Linked DNA regions of Sus scrofa: region 2 is linked to region 1. A link is a contact called in public HiChIP or PLAC-seq data. All regions are on one chromosome and are shown on one strand. Each heading gives the region's core, a stretch centred on a gene start, on an enhancer-like site or on the middle of the called end of the contact. The rest is flanking DNA. Distances are from core to core; before and after follow the strand shown. Region 1 overlaps TFEC (transcription factor EC). Region 2 has its middle 6.6 kb from the start of MDFIC.

Region 1 (3,737 bases), core at 678-3,177:
CATTTGTTCCTGTGGATTCAAGTTACTATTTGGTATCATTTTCTTAATCCAATACAGCTTTGTTCCATATGTTTTAGGCTCACCGATAAAATTATATAAATATTATTTTATGTAGTTTTTAAGTCAATTAAAAGAAGAAATAATATATGCATTTATAATATCATTTTAAATTACCTATTTACCTTTACCGATGATCTTTTTTGTGTGTGGATCTAATTTATTATTAAATGAGAAATTACCACAGTATATGGAAGAGTCCAGTTTGTATTTGTGAATAAGATAATTTGGAATAAAAAGTAACAAAATGTCAATCACTGTGATTATGATTTATATCAATTTGAAAGTCTTTTATTCATATTTGTTCATACATTAATGTGTTCTAATTTCTATAAAATGAGTATGCTACTTTATAATAAGTGAGTGTGCTTTAAAACCCTAGATTCTAAAATGGCACATTCTTATTTTTAAGTTTTTCAGTTACAAGTTCTTTTAGGCCTTTTAAATTTTCTTTGAGTATCTCATTCCACTCACTTAACTTCAAGAATATTGGTGAAAGGTGCAATGTCTCTGGACCATAGTGGAATATGCTTGAACAATACAAAAATCTCATTTATAATCATCCTGGGCAAAGAATTTACTTTTCTCAATGAAAATTGTTGCAGTTTGTCAAGAAGAAAAATTTCCCTGAAGAAGATAAAAATGGGAAAGCAACTTAAAATGGAATAAGTCAGTCTCTCAAATAAGCAACATTTTGGAAAATTTTGCATCTTATTCTTGTATTTTTAGTCATAAATAAGGTTTATTTGTAGAAGACAAAATCAAAGCATGTCATACAGTTGAGCTGGCATTCTCATGGATAAATGCGTAAGATGATGCTAAGGAAACTGACACAAAACACTTGATTGTGCCAACTTAGAAGTTCCCTCATTTCTCCTAGGAATAAATAAATGGAAGAGAACATTGCACCCTAATGGGGGATAGAAGTATTTTCATATAATTTAATCTAATTTAATTTTTTTTTTTTTGTCCTTTTGCCTTTTCTAGGGCCGCTCCCACATATGGAGGTTCCCAGGCTAGGGGTCCAATCAGAGCTGTAGCTGCCGGCCACAGCCACAGCCACAGCAATGCAGGATCTGAGCCACGTCTGCAACCTACATCACAGCTCACAGCAATGCTGGATCCATAACCCACTAAGCAAGGCCAGGGATCGAACCCTCAACCTCATGGTTCCTAGATGGATTCGTTAACCACTGAGCCACGATGGGAACACCCTAATTTAATTTTTTAAGCAACACATTAGACTTTTATCTTTCATTCAGATTTCTTTTTTTGAAGTTCCAATACATTTTATTTTGTATTGTTTTAAGGTATGCCACAGTGCTTTTAAATAGGGCTTATTTGTGGATGAACTTCTTTCAATTCATCATATTTTCATTCATTTCTTAAATATATTACCACAGATACGTTTCAGTGAAGATAGGTTAATAAAAATTAACCTCCTTAATTATATTTCTTTTCTTTTTTGGTAGTTTTAATATGCAGAATGAGTTAAATAATACTGAAAACTGATACTTAAGACCTCAAAATGACAGCACTGTCCACTAGAGGCCACATACAGCTTAGGAAAAATGAGGAGAACCATTTAAGATGATTGAAGTGTATATACCCAATTATGGGCTTTATTTTTATGAAAAAGGACCTTTGTAGAAGAAAACTAGAATCTCTCATTAGATGGCAGGGAAAATTAGACAACTTTAAAAAGTCAATGAGTGAACGTTAAACATTTTGCTTTCCAAAATATTAATTTCATAGGCGGCAATAACTTCATTGCTCCCTGATTATTGGCAAAGTCAAGACATGCATGTTCTCCTTTTGAACACTGTATTAATGAAATTGAAGGTTGTGTGCTTTACGTAATGTATGTTCTGCAACATTTTGAAAGCTTAGCTGGGAATCCCTGTGGTGCTGACTGAAGGAAAAAAGGAAGCAAAGTCTTCTCCAGTTTTTAAAAACCAGAAGTATTTTTCAGAAGTCATGTATGAAATAAACTGCTTATGAGAAAATGACTGTAATGCTGCCTCAGTTTTCAGTGATAGAGGGATCTGTTTAAAACACTCTGACATAAAAAATAAATCAGCTTTAACTTCAATTATTAAGTGCTAAAGTAGCATTCTTTGATAGAAAGGGGTGGGTTTCTGGCATTGCAATGATAAATATGTATGAAAAGAGTTATGTCACCATGGAAACCAAAACCTTGCCGTATTTTTTTAGACAAGGCAAATAGTATAATAGAAACTAGGGATCTCTAAAGACATTGTTGAAGACCAATCACTATTAGCTATGTTTTTATATTCTTAAGTTTTAATATTTCTTAGTTTTTAGTATTCATTTAAAGTTCTGAGGAAAACTTTGGGATTTTTATCAAGTCAATTTTGAAATTTCAAGCATTTTAATGACTATTTCTAAATAAGCATTTGCAATTGTCGGCATAGTTGCATTATTAACTAATGTGATTTACAAACTTTGAACGTCCTTCTGAAGAAATCAAATGTGTATTTCTTTAGGATAACATGGCCTCTCATATAGACATGTAGGCAGTTAGCTTTTATATTTCTTCTTCAGCTTTTGCTTCCTATAAGTGATTCCTGGATTAGAAGTGATGAAGGTTAATATCTGAATCCAATGATGTTTTTCCTGTGACAAATTTTATAAGTACTTTCTGGAGTTTCTGATAGAGTGTCCCTGGCTTTTTAGTCGGGACTACTTCCTGCTAGGAGCCAATACATTTCATATTCCCTCTTTCCCTAAAAGTACAGAGTTCAATTATTTTTAATGACTTAATTTTAAGTATAATTTTAAATGAAGGGTATGGTAGGCAAGCCAGATATACCTTCCAACGTAAGAGGCAATATTTTCAACAGAAAAGAGTACTGATATCCAAATGTCTAAACCTAGTTCTATTATTTAAAGAGCAGTTTGGCCTGGAAAAACTATCTCATCTCTCAGAGCCTTCATTTCTATGTTTCTAAAATGGGACTTATTATTTATCCATATGATCAGGATTATTTTGAGAATCATTGTTTACTTTAAAAATCTTTTTAAAATTGTGAATTATATTTCGAATATAAGGTGAAATTAGGTTTTATGGCAGATTAAAAACTCACCCAGGCAAATCTTGTATAATACTACTATATGATAACCTAAGTTAAGTTTATAGCTCATAAGGTACATCTAGACTGTGCTTATGCTATGCCAAAATATCTGGTTCACAATGGGACCGAATAAAACCAACAAGCTTTTGCACAGCAAAGGAAACCAAAAAGAAAACAAAAAGACAACTTACAGAATGGGAGAAAGTAATTTAAAAAGAGGCAACTAACAAGGGCTTAATCTCTAAAATATACAAACAACTATACAATTCAACAGCAAAAAAGCCAACAACCCAATTGAAAAATGGGCAAAAGACCTGAAAGAAGAAATACAGATGGCCAACAAGCACATGGAAAAATGTTCAACATCACTGATTATTAGAGAAATGCAAATCAAAACTACTATGATGGACCACTTCAAACCAGTTAGAATGGTCTGCATTAATAAGTCCACAAATAGCAAATGCTGGAGAGGGTATGAAGAAAAGGGAACCCTTCTACACTGTTAGTGGGAATGTAAATTGGTAGAACCACTATGGAAAACAGTATGGAGGTACCTTAGAAAACTAAATATAGAACTACCATATG
Region 2 (3,378 bases), core at 227-2,726, 930 kb before region 1:
TAAATTTTCTTACTCTTTTCACTAAATACAATGTTTGAAAGATCCATTTGGTTGCTAAAAGGTACATAGAAACTCTTCCTTCTAGTAGCTACACAGTATCCCATGCTCTGCATTCACCCCATTAACTTCCTGCTCTCTCAGGGATGGCTGCGCACGTTGATTCCAACTTTCTGCCACTAAAATAATGTGGCAACAAATAACCTATGTCCCTTGACAGGCCTGAAGGCATTTTACGGGGACTATGAACATGGGAATAGGATTTTTCCTCCTAGAATTAGGAAGAGTTATTTATACCTATGTGTTTAATGCATTAAACCAGATTCATCCTTATAAACTTTGGAATATATGTGCACAGAGACTAAGGTTGGAGACCTGGGGTAGCAAGAGAATAGTAGGGGGATCCAAGTGCCTGGGGAACGGGGACTGTGCAAAGCAGGAGAGAAGAGAATAAGGGGAGGTGGGAGGATATTTGAGAAAACGGTGCCTTTCTCTCAGAGTAGATTAAAGGTCCCACACATGAGTGAACAATGTAATTGATCTACAAACCTGCATTTTTTAATTTAGTGCCTATTTCTTAATACAAAACTTGGAAAAATGGAGGCATTGGTTTAAATACCAGAGTTGAAGTTCCCTTCTTTACCTGAGACTATAAATGAGTTGAGGGGTCATAGTAACAAAGGAGTCATCATCTTCTCCATCATTTTAAGTATCTTTGTCATGATCATCGTGCTAAAATTGCTTCTAATGGTGATTCTAGCATTGTTTTCAAGGGCCTCTTATATATGGATTGTTTTTCCGCAATACCTGGTATATCCAGGTTCACTGCCTGTGGACCTTATTATCTACTGCATGGGATACACTCATCTTCATTTGCCTTCAGTTATTCTTATCTGAAGGTGTCGCTGTCTGTCTTAACCTCCCACTCCCTTCATTCAAAACACAAGCAGGAAAGTATGGTGACAGCAAGGAAATACCCTGAAGGCCAGTGCCCCAGGCCAGAGGAGTCAGTCAGCTGAAAGAGGCACTGACTGGGAGCTTGAAAGGGAAGGAAAAGTCAAGCTAATTCAGCAACAGGAGATTCTATGCCCCATTCTTTGGTCAAACATCAACAACAGAAAATCTTTGGAACTCCTAAACACAAGATCAGACTTACCCTAGCTTCCCTGTCACTTACAGTGATGAATTCATTTACATGGCTTATCCAGATAATCACTGGGAACAAGGAGCCTGGATGTTAAGAAACTTAGCTCTGTTGTGAATCCCAGAAACAACCTTTGCCAAGTCATCTAACCTCTCTGGGGCTTTCACAATTCTGTGCCTTGTAGGCGTTAGCACTTCAGTCTGGAATTCCCGAAGATCTTTGACAGGCAAACTTTTACTCATCAACAATACTCAGCTTGGTTATCTTCTTTCTGAAATGTCCCCTGGTTCTCCCCACCCACGTCTGTAGTTACAAGCTGCTTCCTCCAGGTTCCTGCAGTACAGCCATTATTTATGTGCTGTGAGTCCCTCTCTCATTCGGCAACCCTCCCCCCACCTCCCCTGTACACTCTGAACACCCAGTCTTTCCTCTATTTTTAAAATCTAACCACCAAGCATATGATTTTACATACAGTCAACTCTCAATACATGTTGGTCGAACCTCATTTATTAAGTTTGTATTTCTTTACATGTTAAGTGAAGGATTTGGGCCTTTGGGTAGTTTACAAATATTCAAAAAGTGGAAGAATCAGTTTTCTTGGTTAAAATTTAAGGGAAGGACTTATGCATTATGGTGAAAAAGAAGAAAGAGCTCTATCTGAAGTACGAATGGGATTCCAGAAAGCTGTCCACTTGACCTTCTCCCAGGAGGTGGAGAAATAGAGTTACAACAAATGGGCCAAGAATCATGATTGCTCATTTCCCTGGCAGCTATAAAGCCATAATTGTGTGAAAGGTATTCTTTCAAGTAGCATTTTCTAATATGACCCTCTTTGGGGAGGAAGGGTGATTTTTTCTAAAACATAAAAATACCAACCTGCCTCCTTAAGAACCAGAACGCTGCACTAACGTAACTGATTCTTTCCTTAATGACTCAGGTTCTTGTTAGGGACAGTCACTGTTTCACTGAGCTGAATTCACAAAGGTGTTATGACGTGTTTATTTCCCAGTATCTGCCCTGTCTGTCAGCTGTCATTTCTTCTGCTGTCACTTTTTCTGACCTAATAGCTCCCTGAGCTAATCTCTTTGCCTCAAAGCCCCTATGCCATAAATTTTCTGTGAGGTAAAACTACAGAAGAGAAAGTTGGTGTGGAAGTGTGTGTTCACACAAAATAATGAAAAGGATTTGATAAAGTTTGTGGCCATTGTGTTGGCCCTATGCGAAGGTTGTGGAGGTTACCTGAGGTATTGAGAGGCTCAGGGTTATTTTCTGGTTTCTCTGTCTTTGGGTGTGGGGATTGCTAAAGTCATGCTTCTACCTAAATGAGGTAGGTACACATGTTTTCTGGAAAAAAACTAACCTGCTATCTGGAAATGACTGAATGAATGTACCTTAAATGATTGTAAAGCATTCACAGCATTTTTAAGTCAAGTAAAAAAATAAAATAGTTTTTAGCTGTATTCTAGAAAAACTAATTTTGGTACAATTTGGGGTTAACTGAGTGAATGTACCTTGAATGATTTAAAGCATTTAAATCCCTTTTTAACCAAGTAAACAAAAAAATACTTTTGAGCATGAACCCCTAATGTATATATGTTTATGAATTATTCATCTTTTTGTACTACTATATCATATACATTTAAAACATACTTAAACTAGAAATTACAAATGATGACATAAAAATAAAAACACACGCCCTATTATTTTCTTCTTACATTCTGGAGAATAGTCTTTTTTTTTTTCTTTTTTCTTTTTAGGGCCACACCCACAGCATATGGAAGTTCACTGGCTAGGGGACAAATGAGAGCTACAGCTGCTTGGCCTGTGCCACAGTCACAGCAACACAGGATCCGAGCCAGGTCTGCGACCTACACCACAGCTCATGGCAATGCGAGGTGTCAGGGATTGAACCCACATCCTAGTCCTCATGGACACTAGTTGAATTTTTTTTCCACTCAGCCATAACAAGAACTCCCTGGAGAATAGTCTTGTGCACCCCCTGGGAAGCATGCCCAATTGCACACCCCACTTGGAGAACTCTGGTTCAGATAACTCTGTAAGGATATTAACTTTGACTTTGGATAGGCAGACAGGTCTCTACCCAATTGAAAAGTAATGTTTTTCAAGACATTACATAAAATTAAAAAAAAAATTCTCCAGAACCTAATATGTAGCCTAGGATATAATAGCTGCTCAAGAAATGTTTGAAGGAGGGATAAAGATTAGGTAGTCCCTAA

What was found. HiChIP or PLAC-seq counts read pairs in DNA pulled down with a chosen protein or histone mark.
Region 2: an H3K27ac HiChIP or PLAC-seq map of alveolar macrophages shows a contact between it and region 1. The contact joins two enhancer-like sites. A contact is called at or near these places in 1 of 47 Hi-C or Micro-C datasets (epiblast stem cells) and 1 of 2 datasets of contacts at active chromatin or transcription factors (alveolar macrophages).

What each region holds. Positions count from the first base shown.
Region 1 is chr18:30,205,066-30,208,802 of Sscrofa11.1, reverse strand. All of the region lies in intron 13 of TFEC (transcription factor EC), which reads right to left. Among named protein-coding and RNA genes, the nearest start is that of TFEC, 230 kb to the right of the region's middle. Within about 2 kb of position 1,927, at least 1 of the 83 cell types and tissues checked has an H3K27ac peak or open chromatin away from gene starts, as enhancers often do. A contact at or near this core is called in alveolar macrophages, where this site is marked.
Region 2 is chr18:31,130,594-31,133,971 of Sscrofa11.1, reverse strand. No RefSeq gene overlaps it. Among named protein-coding and RNA genes, the nearest start is that of MDFIC, 6.6 kb to the right of the region's middle. Within about 2 kb of position 1,476, at least 10 of the 83 cell types and tissues checked have an H3K27ac peak or open chromatin away from gene starts, as enhancers often do. A contact at or near this core is called in alveolar macrophages, where this site is marked.